Linked DNA regions of Ovis aries: regions 1 and 3 are each linked to region 2. Evidence: chromatin contacts called from public Hi-C data. All regions are on one chromosome and are shown on one strand. Each heading gives the region's core, a stretch centred on a gene start, on an enhancer-like site or on the middle of the called end of the contact. The rest is flanking DNA. Distances are from core to core; before and after follow the strand shown. Region 1 overlaps MED13L (mediator complex subunit 13L). Region 2 overlaps LOC121816951 (a long non-coding RNA gene). Region 3 holds the start of MED13L (mediator complex subunit 13L).

Region 1 (4,333 bases), core at 942-3,441, 400 kb before region 2:
TAAGAAACATTTAGATACAAAATTAACTCATCTTTCCTCAGTATAACTGATGCTAGTAATCAACTATAGATGGTTGCTATTAGTATTATTATTAATAATAAGGACTCTTCATCACTATAAATTTATAATGTCCTCTAATTTCTGACAATCAGTCATATTCATCGAATTTAGAAAATAAAGTTACACATTTAGCAACCTTAAACTCACATTCTATGTTGTTATAACTATATATAACCATGCTACTTGTTTCAGTCTATAAGGTATGAGCCAAAAGTCTCTCTACAGTTATCTGAAGCCACATCTGTAAAGGCCACAGGAACTTTTTTTTGGGGGGGGGGCAGGAAGGAATGCAAAAATATTTTGGGGGGTATAAAAATACTGTATAATCCATTTCTACGTAAGTTTTGGCAATACTATATGGTTTTCTGAAGTCACCTTCAGTAGCATTATTCTCAACTTACCTCTGGCTTATTCATGGACACCAAATTTTATGATTATCAAACAAACTTCTAACTAAATTTTTAAGTATAACTTAATCACTTTACCAATAGTAAATTCTCAATTTGAGAGATATTTAAAAGATGTCTTTTATCTATTTGAAGATAACTCAAATATTATAGTTTGAGCTAGTTATTGAAAATCCCATTTTCCGCAGAGATGTTTACAAATGAAGGTACATAGAGAAGAAACTGGAACACAATGGCTCTTTTAAATTGACTAGACAACTATTCACTGTTCACATTCATTTTGTATCTTGCAGTCTGGAAAAACTAAGGTTCCTTTTAACTTTCAATTAGTCATATGCTGTCCTGTTTAATTTTTTTCTCTGACCATTTTGCCCTTTTGAAGGTGAACTCAAATTAAGTCAAAAACATGTAATACACGACAGTAATTTGGAAGTGATTTTCTGCCTCCCAAAACCAGACATTATGCCTTGCCAAGGGAAAAACTATATAAATAAGACTATTCACAAGATAGGAAGCATAAGCACATGCCCATTTACCTTCAGGGTAGTCACTGAAACTTCAAAGCACCATGAAAAGCAGCATCAATGCTTTTGTCTAAAAGATCTCAGAAAATGTAAGTGATCTTGGTTTCATAAATATCTAAGACTTTCCAGGAAACAAACAGGTTTCTTAAATTCACAAGAAACTGCCTAAACATCTCTTATTAGCAATGAAAGTCACAACCTCTTTCCTTGAAGGTGATCATACTTACATAAGTTTAAGAAAAAAAAATTTTTTTGGCCACAATGGAATAACATAAAAATGTTTTACACTTGCTTTACTTTAGTTCAGGTTAAAAACAACTATTTTAAAAATAAAACTCCAGATTGTGCAGTTTCAATTTTCCACTGCTCATTTTCTATGACAATCTGACCAAGAATTTCCCTGGTGAGGAAAGAAGATGATATCTGAAACCTTATTTTCAGAAAAATATCTGATTACATATCCAGTTTTTTCTGAAAACACTAATGAAAAGGTAATGATATAATAAACTGAAAGCTGGTTTTAGAAATGAGCAAGTGAAGCTCATCTAAAGGCCAGAAAGGACTTTCTGGAAAGAATGATAAGCATCTTGGAATCTCACTACTCTCACACACTGAGCTCCAATCTGCAGCCATTTCCCTCTGAGCCAATGCACTTGATGGGTGTGATAACAGATGGATCACTGTATCTGCCAACTTCCTGTGATGTACTGTATGGGGACTGATAATTTAGTGACTACAGAAGTCCTACAACAGACAATGCAAGCAATCCTGGCATTCGGTAAGTAGCTGCATGCAGTCCTTTGACAGTCTGTAGGTGTTGAATATATGCAGATCATTGTACAATGTAAGCTCTCTGCAAGTATCTATGCCATCTTGAAAAAAAGAAGAAATTAAACACTGGGCAAGCTAAGAACTAAATAGAACAAACAGGAAAGAACAAATATACTTAAAGTAACACTTTTTACTTAAAAAATATGAAAACCATATATTGCTCAAAAAGCTATTAGAGCTTCATGACCAGGTTAACCAGAAATATATGTATACACATTGTGGGCCTAATTTTCAGGTTTCACAACCAGAGTGGTATTGAAGTTTGTGTGAAATAATTCCTTGCTGTAGGGGGCTCTCTTGTGCATCATCCCTGGGTAATGGATGCTTAGCATCATCCCTAGCCTCTACCCAGTAGATGGCAACAGCACCCTACCCTCCAGTGGTGACAACCAGAAATGTATCTACACCACCAGCACCTCGTTGAGAAGACAGTCTAGAACTGCACTCTTTCAATTTTAATGTTTACTTTGGAGTGGAGGGAGAGAATATAAGGAAAGCGGAGTGTTTATTCATGGAAAGCATACACAAAAGACTCAAACATAATCTATATAGTGTGGATCAGCTAAGCACATATTACTATGAAGAGGAAAGGAAATTGTTCACCAGGTTACGGAGGGAAATGAAAAGGCAGCTTCCATTAACAAGCATGAGAAGTGTAGTCTCTGCAAAACAGGAAGAAAATCATAGCTCTGCTACAACACTATATACAAATGATACTGACAGTACTTTTGTCACATATCCTCCTCAAATAAATTCTTCATTATGTCAGGTACTGATTTACAGAATTGTCAACTTTAACAGATGCTCAGAGATGAAACTCTCCAGGTTTCATGTTCTGGTTAAAAAAGTCGTATCTGTGCATACACATATAAATGTGTGTGCATGTATATAGTCAAAATCCAAGTGTAGACACATTTGAAAAACATGGGTATTGAAATCAGTATGACCATCTTATTTTACTTGCACATCTCTGGAACCTGCCAAACGTACTCTACTCAAGTTATCTGGGAGAGGATTAGTTTGTCATTTTTGCAGCACCTCTAATGTAATGCTATTCTCTAAGTCTATAGCACAAAATCTCTTTTAAAATATTATTTTACAATACTACACAATATTAGCACTTGGAGTAAAGTCCTATAATCAAATTAAGGATGCTATTTGCACACGGAAATGCAGTTTTCTTTCTCCTCATTTTCTGTCTGCCTACTCTTTCTGCAATCTCACTACTGAGCAAAAAAGGAGGACTAAAAGCGGGGGTGGGGTGGAGGGATGATGAGAGGAACAGACTAACCAGGGGAAATGAACTCAACATTACTTACTACACAGTTGCAATTCTTTGATTAGGAATGAATTTTTGAAACTAGAGATTTTTGAAAATGATGAGTAAGGTGGATTTACTAATGATAATACTGTCACAAAAGGAAAACTCCTTGGTAATTTGAAAGGAGGACATGAGTAAAGGGGCAACTTTTCCCTCAACTAGCAGAGGCCATTAACAATAATGAACAAAACCAGAATTTATTTCTGGCAGGTCACTATACAAGCAGTCTTTAGTTTCAAATTCTTGAAGGGCATCCATAAAACATAGCACTTTACCCTGGAACACTCACCCTGCCAGTCAGCACTGCCTGAAAGTCCAACCCTCGGCTTCCCTCTACAAATGCAAAGGCTCAATCTAAGAGTAGAAACAGTAACTCCTAACAATGTGGGAAATGCATAAGCATGGAGAAGAGCTTGATCCAGGATGACTACAGACCAAGCTGGTAGTGGAACTCACGCTCCGCTCAAAACTGGCTCCAAGACCATGTGACCCTCAGATACAGACAGACAGGCCCTCAACACCACAGCTCACCCAGCCAGATACCACCTGTTTTCCAAAGATGGCTGACACAACATTTTCCATCCTGAGCTGTGCTTAGTCACTCAGCCATGTCCAACTCTTTGCAACCCATGGACTGGTAGCCCACCAGGCTCCTCTGTCTTTGGGGATGCTCCAGGCAATAATACTGGAGTGGGTTGCCGTGCCTTCCTCCAGGGGATCTTCCCAAGCCAGGGATCGAACCCAGGTCTCCCACACTGTAGGTGGATTCTTTACCAGCTGAGCTGTTCTTTTTACACTGTGACACTGTCACTCTTCTCATCAAGTAATAGGGAGTATGTCACCTCCCCTGAATCTAGATGGCTCTCTGTGAGTGCCTCAACACACAAAATTTGGCCAGAGTGACACTATGCTAAGTCTCCTGGTTCAAAGCTTCAAAAACTGGCAGTGTCCATGTCCTGCCTCTTGGAATGCTCATTTTTAGAATCCAACCTTGCTGTGTGTGGAAACCCAGTTCACATGTAGAAGCCACAGGTGGTTGTTCTGGCTATCTTGGCTGAAGTTCTAGCCAATAGCCAGCACCAGCCACTGGCTATGTAAGTAAAGATATCCCCAAGAATATCAGGTTCTTGCCACAGAGTCACTTTTAGTCTTGGAGTCATACCAGGAGTCCTCAGACATCCTGGAGCACA
Region 2 (4,834 bases), core at 311-2,810:
CTACACACATGTTCTCCACGTGCCACTGACCCCAGAGGGAGACCGCAGAGCTGGTCCAGGCTTACCCTTACAGTAAAGCAGGTTGAGCTACCAGCATATGGTAGGCACTCCATAATTGTTTGCCCAATGAATGAGTGAGCAATTGGATCGGTGGATGGATGGATGGGTGGATAAGTGATGGATGGATGGATAGATGGTTGGATGGATGGATGGCTGCATTTTCTTTAGCCATTCATCAACTGATGGCTTTGGGCTTTAGGCTTGGTTCAATTTCTACCAGGCAGGTAAAAAGAATTTTCTCTCTCTTTTCCAGTGAAATGTTTTCATCCCCATATTGACTAGAACAGCTCTCTCTTTGGGGTCGCACAGAGTCAGACACGACTGAGCAACTTCACTTTCACTTTCACCTCCATAAAACAAAAAACAAAAAAACAAAAAACAGGGTTTCCCTGGTGGCTCAGTGGTAAAGAACCCACCTGCCAATGCAGGAGAGACAGGTTCGATCTCTGGTCCAGGAAGATCTCACATGCCACGGAGCAACTAAGTCCGTGCACCGCAAGTGTCGAGCCTGAGCTCTAGGACCCGTGCTCCGCAACTAGAGGAGCCGCTGCAATGAGAGAAGCCAGCGCAATACCGCAAGGGCAGCCCCCGCTCTCCACAACTAGAGAAGAGTCCACACAGCTGTGAAGACCCAGCACAGCCAAAGATACAAACAAATAAGCATTTAAAAAAAGCAAACACAGAACTACTACTGCATGATCCATCAGTGCCACTGCTGCGTACAACTCCAAAGGAGACGAGACCAGAATCTTGAAGAGATACCTGAACTTCCAGGTCAATGAAGCATTATTCACAATAGCCATGACGTGGAAGCAACCTAAGTGTTCACTGACAGGTGAATGGCTAAAGAAAATGTGGCATATTTACACAAGGGAATATTATTAGGCCATTAAAAAAAAAAAAAAAAAAGGAGATCCTGCCATATGCAACAACGAGAACCTGGAAGACATTAGGCTCAGTGAAATTAGCCAGACCCAGAAACACGATACTGCACGGTATCACTTATGTGTGGAATCTGAAAAAGTTGACCTTGCAGAAGCAGACAGTAGAACAGTGCTTGCCAGGGGCTGGGAGAGTACAGGAGATGGGGAGATGGTGTGGTCAAGGGCACAAAACTTTCACGGTGAAGATGAATAAGTTCTGGGGATCTACTTAACACTGCTGGTTAATAGTACTGAACTCCATTCTTGAAACTTGATAAGAGTGTAGATTTCAAGTGTTCTCCCCCCAACACACACAAAATTGTAAGTATGGAAAATAAAGATAAAAGAATCCACCTCTGTCTCTTTCCTTTTATTCTGCTCTCTTACTTCATGCCTTAAAACAAGTCTGGCAGCAGCAGAACGCAGGGAGCTCATGAAGACAGTCTCTCCTTTAAAAATGACCATGATCTCACTCCTCCTCCCACCCCCGTGGAAACTGGAGCACGGCTCAAGGAGACCTGCTGTCACAGGATCCGGCTTACGGGCACAAAAGCCGGGAAATTTCAGAGCCAATCTGGGCCAGGGGAGGCCAGAGCTCGTGAGCTGGGCTGAAATGATTCTTCCAGACTGCAGAGAAGAGAGTGGCCTGCCCGCCCGCCAGCCTGCCCAGCGGCAAACAGGAAATCCCAGAATTTATAGATGACCCCGTTACAAGGCAAATGTTTTGGAACAAATTGTTCTTCTTTTTAAATCCTTGTTTTCCACTAGTTCTTCTTTCTGGATTCCCCCCTCCTTTCCACCTTCCCGCTGTCCTTGTTAAACCGGGGCCACAGCGCCACCTGCTGCCTATCGCGGGCAGAGGGCCTCCACTCGGACAGGCCCTGGGTCCTGCCCCCAGCCCCCCTGCCCTACCAGGGGTGAGTGAGCGGCTTTCTGGCTCCTGTCCCAAGGGTTTGTGCTTAAGGTCACGTACCAAGCCGCAGGAGAACTGCTCCTGTGGTTCTTACGTGACCTGAAGACTCGTGGTAAGCTGTCTCCCCACCGCCCGTCCTCTGGGAAGGCTGGTGGAAAAAGCAAGTCATGTGGTATGACCGGCCAAGGCCAGGTCTCCACTCCGCGCACACCAGCTGGGCCAGCTTTGGTCAATCATGTCAACCCAAGGAGCCTCGACTTCATCCGGGCCCAAATGCAGCAACTTCGCCCGGTGGTCTGGAAAACGTGAGGTGCACGTGCCACAGAAGATGCTCCACGGACGTTGGTCTCCTTTCTTTCTGTTTGGAGTGCTGCTCATTGGGAGGGAATAGCCAGAGAGTCTTAGGGGCAAAGCCTGCACCTCATGTTTCTCTCCTGACAGGAGAGCTCCGCACGGGCACAGCCCGCCCCGGGCACACGATGAGCCTCAGCACAGCCCCCGCGTGTGAGCTGACGACTCTGGGTGGGCTGCTTCCCCCTCTTCAGGCTTGGGTTCCTCCCCTGTATCTGGGGTGGCATTCATGCCCACAGCACAAAGCTTGCTGAGCACTGAAGTGAAAGCACATCCAGAATTTAGCGGGGAGGACTTGGAGAGTAGTAAAGTCGCCCACGACCCTAGCTGTCGTCATTATCGTGAGACGAACATGGTGCCTCACACGTGGGAAGAAGCATTTGGTAAATGAATGAATGAAAATCATCAGAGGACGTGAGGCAGAAGTTAGTCACAGTTCAGGCACCGATGTGCCATGAGATACTAAATGTCTGCACTTGACCATTCCCATCCAGAAACCTTCCTTTATTGAGTATACGATCCTCCACCCAGGACCTCAATTTTTCCACTTGTTGGATGGGCATGACATCCATCCTCCCTATTTCTGAGAGGGGATCTGTCCAGGGGTATGTGTGAAACAGCTTTGAAAAGTTTTAATAGAGTGTAGGAAGGAAGGAAGGCTTTATTTTCATTTAGGGTGGTTCCATGTGCCTGGTGGCTTCACCCTTACCCTCCAAGGGTTCCTGGGGCTCTCTGGGGGTATGTGAGGTTTCTCTTGATGCAAAGTGGTAGCCATGTCCCCGAGCCCCAAATCACTGGGTGGAGTTGGGGGAGGGGGTCAGATCAATTTTATACTACAGAGCCTGGGCTAATCAGCTCTTTTGCTACTGACCCAAGTTGAATACACTCCAAGAAGTGAGTTCCCCTCTAGGAAAGCTCCTCCTCTAACCCAGAGAGAGAATCATGCCCTATAATGCGTCTCCAATATGGCGACTAGTTGGGGAAGAGATTCGAGGCAGGAGACGGGTGGGTTGGATGACATCAGGAAGCAAGGCTGGGGGCTACCATAAGCACCGTGACAGAGTCCCAGCCTAGTCTGGAGGGTCCCAGGGAGCCACAGAGTATTCATAGCAAGGGAGGGACGTGTCCAGAAAGAGAATTTAGGCAGCCGCATGAGGGATAAATGACAGCAAGGACCACACAGCTCCTTCCATGCTATGTGGCCTAGAGGCAGGATAATCGACTATCCTGGATCACCCAGGACAGAGGGAGTTCTCAGGGCATGGGGTCTTCAGGAAAACCCAAGGAGAGTCCTAGGACGAGCCAGACATGCTAATTCAGTGTAAACAGTGCCTCCTGGAGTTGTACAGTCCCGATTCTGACTCCTGCCCTCTAAGGCAGGCTTTCCCCTCACCTCCTCACCTGCCCTCACAGATAACCTGTCTCTGGTCCCACTCCCTCTCAGTTCTATTCTGCTGAACAACAGCTAGCTTATTGGATTAATACACAGGGATGGATTGCACGCTTATCCTTTCTAGGTAAGCTTTACGCATTTAAACAAAGGCTTCTTGGAGACAATGTTTAATCCAATGGAGTGACTCTAACCATAAACATGTTTAACCCAGAAGAGGTGGGGGAGACATGGAGGTGCTAAGCGGGGAGTTGCCCACGGCGCATCCCCCGCCTGGCATCCTGTCGGCGGCGATCTATTTCACCTTGCACGGAGCCAGCTGTGTCTTCCTGGCTTTCCACTCACCCTCCTGCCCTGGCAAGGGAGCCGGCAGGAGCCCAGGCTGCTTAAATATTCTGTAAATAATGCTGACTGCGGAACTTTATAGATAGACTCACAGAATCACAGCCATAGAATCACAGAATGTCAGAGGAGAAACAGATGCTAGACATCATAGAGTCCAGGGTCAGAAAACACACCGACTCAGGCTGCCACGTCCCCCTGCCAGGCCCATGGCAGACATCACTAATCCATCATGACACCGTCTAGCTGAGCTTGTTTGTCGCCTTAGACTCCTCCGAGGCATTCCAGGAAGCAACTACCAATTATCTCGGACCTACTAATAATAGCTAAGGTTTATTGAATACACTTACTGCGTGCCTTTTTCCACACCCTTTCTCACTGTTACCACTTGAGTCACTAATTGTCTGCCAAGCCCTTTATATCAGCGTTTCTCAATCACAGCACCATTGACAAGTGGGCTGGACAATTCTGTGGTGGGGGGGGGGGTGGGCAGTGGGCTGCCCCGTGCATCCCTGGCCTCTACCCACCAGGTATCGGCAGCACTTCCCTCCCACCCCCCAACTCCCACCCAAGTCATGACAACCTAAACTATCCCCAGGCATTGTCAAATGTCCCCTGGGTGTGGGGGTCGGGGGGGGGGGCATGTCCCTCCTGGTTGATAACTGTTTATAGAGTTTCTCTAATCTTCATAATACTCCCCTGAATTTGTATTATATGGGTGAAGAAACCAAGGCCAAGAAAGGGCTCAAGACAAGTTGGTGACAAAAGCAGGATGCAGGGCCCAAATTCCCCTCCGAGGACTCTTCCTCCTCCAGCCATTCGGGAAATTCCGTTCGGGTTCATTGTCTTCGGCTG
Region 3 (4,713 bases), core at 414-2,913, 270 kb before region 2:
ATGTACCCAGTGTAAACAAAGATTAAGAGGAAATAAAGCTCTATGTACAGCAGAGGTTACGGAAAACAATTTCCAAAATGCATGTTCTCTAAAGGCAGTCCCCCAAAAAGGGTACACCACTTAAACAAAGTTGGGTTTTTTTAAAGTCTAAATTAAACAAACCGTTCAGCCAATTTTCCAATTATATTCCACGCTTGAAACATAATTGCCTTACATCTGTTTACAAATCTTTGCTCAATATTTAAACAAATTCGTAGTCTCCCGGGCACATAGCTATACATACAGTTACTCATGCACAAAGCACATATTTAAAGACCACGCACTGCAATTATTAGTCTAAACGCCAGGTTTAACAACGTGAATGTTTTCAGAGCTAGGTAATACGACCCAATAAAAAAAAGCAAAGATGGCATTTACCACCAAATGTCACTGCCACCGCCAGGAAAGAGTTTCTGGAACCCTATACATTTTTAATTTCGATGAATCTAGACGCCGTCGTCGGATGCCAGGCTTCCAGGAGAACAATTGACACCCTAACTGCTTCAAGATTAAGGCAGGCGATTCAAATCCGAAGGAAAAGTTGTCAATTATCAGAGAGAGAGCGCGAGAGAGGCGAAGACAGATAAAAGCGATGTTATCAAACCGCCCAGCTTGTTGCTTTGTGTGTGTGTGTGTGTGTGTGTGTGTGTGTGTGGATTCGTTGTGAGCAGAGAGAAAACAGTTTTTAAAAGACACAGGAGGAGAGAAAGAAAAAAAGCTTTCTCCACCTTCCGTCGGCTCGGTGCAATGGCTTTAAGGCTCTCCAGCGTAGTAAGCCCCGAGAGGCAGGCGGCTGTCGATGTTTACAATCGCCGGAGCTTCGGGTGCAAGAGTCCTTTACTGACACAATCGCATTCAATCAACTGTTTTCGGGCGAAATTGCAGGTGTCATTATGGAATTTTTTAAAAAATTCAAAAGGCGGGCGGGCGGGCGGGCAGCCGATCCGACACAAGGGGGAAAAAAAGCTGCTTATCGCAGGCGCGGGCAACACAAGGCAAAAGCCTTCCACATTTAAGGGGGGAAAAGAGGGGGAAAGGGAGGGGAAGGGGAGTGCGACTGCAACAGAGGGTGGGCGTTCGAAGTGCGACCCAGAATCCGCAGCTTTGAGACTTCCACATGCAAATTCCACGCCGAGCGCCGCGCTCACAAATGATTTTTAAAGAGCCAAATAAACACTGGATGGGATCCAAGGCGAAGGAGAGACGATCCAAAAGGGGGAGAATCGGCAAGAGGCGAACGGCGGGGAGAGGCGAGGGAGGGGCGAAGTCCCGGCGGCGGGAGGAGAAAGTTGGTCGGTGGCGGAGGTCGACCCCCCCCCACCCCACGGCACAGCCCCCTCCCCGCAGCCCGGCTACTCACCAGCGAGAAGAGGTTGGAGTGACAATCCTCCAGGCTCGCCCCGTTCGCCACCCAGTTCGCTGCCGCAGTCATGATCCTCCGCGAGCCCGGCCGCCAGAGCGGGGCATGTCGGAGCGAGGCGTCCGAGGCGAGGCCGGGCCGGGCGGCGGCGCCTCGCCGGGGAGCGTGGGGCGGCCCGGCCGCCGCCGCCGCCGGGGGAGGGCGCGAGGGCCGGCGGGCGGGCGAGAGGCGCCGCGGCGACGCCGCGCCGGGGGCGGCGGGCCCGGGCCGGCGGGGGGGTCCGCGGCGGCCGCGCGGCTCCTTCCTGCTCGGGCGGCGGCGGCGGCTGCTCCCGCGGCGGCGGCTGCTCCCGCGGCGGCGGGGGGCGCTGTCCGCGCGGCCCGGCGCCCTCCCCGCCTCTCAGGGCCGCCGCTGCCTCCCGGGCCGGCGCTGCGGGCCGACCGCCGCCTCCGCCTTCCCTGTTCCTCAGCCGCCGCCGCCGCCGCCTTGTTTATCTCCAGCCACCGACTCCCCCTCAGCCCCCGCCGGCGCGTGAGGGGAGGCGAGCCCTAGAGTCGCCGCCGCCGCTTCGGAGCCGCCGCCGCCGCGGAGCGCGAACTCGCGAAGGGGGGGGTGCGGACGAAGCCAGCGGGCGACCCCGGCAGCCGAGCGACGTCCCCTCCTTCCTCTTCCTCCCCCACCCCCCCCTCCTCCCCAGTCAGCCTCGCTTCTCCTCCCTCCCTGGGCTCGCTCGCTCTGACAGCAATGGCGGCCGCCGACCGCGGCTCGGCCCGCCATTGGCTGGCGCCTTGTCACGTGACGGGCGCCGGCCGCACGGGGGGGGACTGGAGGAGGCGGGGGAGGGGCCGGAGCGGCGGCCGCGACTGTTCGCTGGCGGCGCTGCTGAGCCGAGAGCGGCTGGATTCTCCGGCGGAGAGAGGGAGGGAGACGGAGACAGAGGGAGAGAAAGAAGTGCGGGCGGCGCGGCTCCGAGGCGGGCGGGCGGGCAGTCAGCCGCTGAGCCGGCCGCCCCGCGCCCCGCCCCCTCGGGTGCACGAATCTTTGCTGGGCGCGACCGCGAGCCACGGGAACGCCGGTGGCAGTGGTTGTGGAGGGCTTGGGGCTCCTTGCCTGTGCCCTCGATCGCCCCTGCCGGCTGGGTGGCAGAGGCCCGCCATGGGCCAGACAGCAGATCCAAGTGCTTCGGGGTGTCTCCTCGAGGTCTCACTCCGTGGTCCGCGTTTTGCAGATGAGAAAACTGAAGCACAAAGAGGTTAAGACACTTACCCGAGGTCGCTCACCTAGGAAGAGGAGGGGATGGGATTCGAACCCTTGTATTCAGGCACACAGCGAAGCGGAGCTCTTGCATCAAGATTTTAAAGCCTAGGCCAGGAAGTGCTTACTGTGTACCACGCACTATGCTCTGAATCCAGAAATGCCTTTTTAATCCCTTACTCGTAGGCGCTGTGCGCATGCATGCATGCGTTGCAGAAATGCTTTCTGACCTCTTGCTTTGTGCCAGGATATAAATATATGTATTTTTTAAACTACCAGACACTACTGGGCTGGATTTGGAGCAGACCTTCCCGCCTGGCTCCATTCAGTCAATAACCAACATTTCCCAAGCATAACAGTGTGGGAGTCCAGAGAAATGCCAGTATGAGGAGGCTCTCTGTCAGACCTCAGAGCTCATGCTCCCCTCGAAGGTGGGAAGGAGATAACTTCTTCATTAACAAGCCCGCAAACGTGGAAAAGCCAGGTGGATTGGATTAAAACAGGGACGAATGGAAAACAAGAAAGAAGCAATGTAATAAAAGGAGAACAGTATTAGATATATGAATTGAGCTTTGGAATTACCACAAATTACTGCTAAAGCAAAACTCAGGAGCAGCATGTTATAATATGCATTATGATTGACACTATGTTACAACGAATGTACCCACATTATTTCACATAGTCCTCAGAACAACCGCATTAAGATACTGTTTTTATCCTTAGACTGTAAGTCAAAGCTCAGAAGTGCAGTGACATCTCCAAGCTCTCCAGTTAGTGAACGGCTCAAGCCCAGGTGTATCTGGCTTCAGAGCCCAAGCCTGAGTCCAGAAGGTTCTGTCAACAAGTGCCTATAGATGACTCTGGCACCCATGGTTGTATTACCTTGACCACCATGGTTTAACTCTCTGAGCCTCATTTCCCAGTCTATCAGAAAGAGGTCCCAGTTGCTGACCCACTGACTTCAGACCAATTTCATGCATTTCTATTAAGACGTATTGATGAAAATGTTTGGGGGAAAAAGAGCACTTTATCAACATGCATGATGTTACTTGCGCCTGAGCAATCAGAGTGATGGTCTATCATATCCAGGTGTGTTTCTATCCCAGGAGGCTTTCATCTCACATAACTGGTCAACAAATTCTCATTCTTCGGTTTGTTTTTAAGTCTCTCAAAGCAACCTAATCAAAAAATTATAAAAGGACATGGACAGTTTACAGAGTAGGAAAGACATATTGCTCTTAAATATATAAAAAGATGTTCAGCCTCACTTGTTGCAATGGACAGAATGTTTGTGTTTCCCTAAAATTAATCTGCTGAAATTTTCATTCCAAGTGTGATGGTATGTGGAGATAGAGCTTTTGGCAGGTAATTAGGTCACAAGGGTGTAGCCCTCATGATTGCAGTAGTGCCCTTGTAAGAAGAGACAGGAAAGACTTCCAGCCTCCAAACTCTCTCCCTCCCTCCTTCTTTCTCTTTCTCTCCCTGCCTACTTTGCCCTCCCCCACCTCAACTGGCTCTGCCCTGTGAAGACAAAACCAAGAAAAGCATTCTTACCAGGAACCAAATTGGCTAGCACCTTGATCTTAGACTTACCAACCTCCAGAACTGTAACAAATAAATTTCTCTTGTTTAAGCAAGTCAATCTATGGTAATTTGTTGGAGCGGCCCAACAAGCGGACTGAGACACTCATCATAAGAAAAACAGAAATTAAAGCTATAATAAGTATTGACAATATTTTAAAAGCTTAGGCAACTGTGAAGGGAAGCAGAACTCGTACACGCTGTCAGTGGGAATATAAATTAGCACTGCAGCTTTGGGTGTCAATTTGGAAAAGAGCAAAATTTATAATGCACCTTCCGTTTGACCTAGCAATTCTACACAGATGTGTAAAGACCTATAGAGCAAGGATGTGAACTAAAGCCTCTTTGTAGAAAGCAACTTCCATGTCCATCATTTGGGGAGTAGTGAACAGTATAATTTAATTCCATGCAGCCGTTAAAAATAATGAGTTAGCACTATGTATACTGCTACAGAATAATCTCAAAAAGAGATTATTAAT

What was found. A called contact is a pair of places that touch in the nucleus more often than the background predicts.
Region 1: a Hi-C map of hypothalamus shows a contact between it and region 2, with 3 times the contacts expected there. The contact joins two enhancer-like sites. A contact is called at or near these places in 8 of 16 Hi-C or Micro-C datasets (blood, hypothalamus, liver and 5 more).
Region 3: a Hi-C map of tail adipose tissue shows a contact between it and region 2, with 11 times the contacts expected there. The contact joins the promoter of MED13L here to the enhancer-like site in region 2. A contact is called at or near these places in 9 of 16 Hi-C or Micro-C datasets (blood, hypothalamus, mesenteric adipose tissue and 4 more).

Annotation. Positions count from the first base shown.
Region 1 is chr17:58,775,194-58,779,526 of ARS-UI_Ramb_v3.0, reverse strand. All of the region lies in intron 2 of MED13L (mediator complex subunit 13L), which reads right to left. Among named protein-coding and RNA genes, the nearest start is that of TRNAC-ACA, 120 kb to the right of the region's middle. Within about 2 kb of position 2,191, at least 8 of the 54 cell types and tissues checked have an H3K27ac peak or open chromatin away from gene starts, as enhancers often do.
Region 2 is chr17:58,377,262-58,382,095 of ARS-UI_Ramb_v3.0, reverse strand. The region is part of intron 2 of LOC121816951 (a long non-coding RNA gene); the gene reads right to left. Among named protein-coding and RNA genes, the nearest start is that of SPRING1, 98 kb to the right of the region's middle. Within about 2 kb of position 1,560, at least 23 of the 54 cell types and tissues checked have an H3K27ac peak or open chromatin away from gene starts, as enhancers often do. A contact at or near this core is called in tail adipose tissue, where this site is marked.
Region 3 is chr17:58,645,943-58,650,655 of ARS-UI_Ramb_v3.0, reverse strand. It overlaps MED13L (mediator complex subunit 13L), which reads right to left and starts at 1,663. Exons shown (of 31, transcript XM_015101660.4): 1 at 1,400-1,663. The coding sequence starts at 1,471.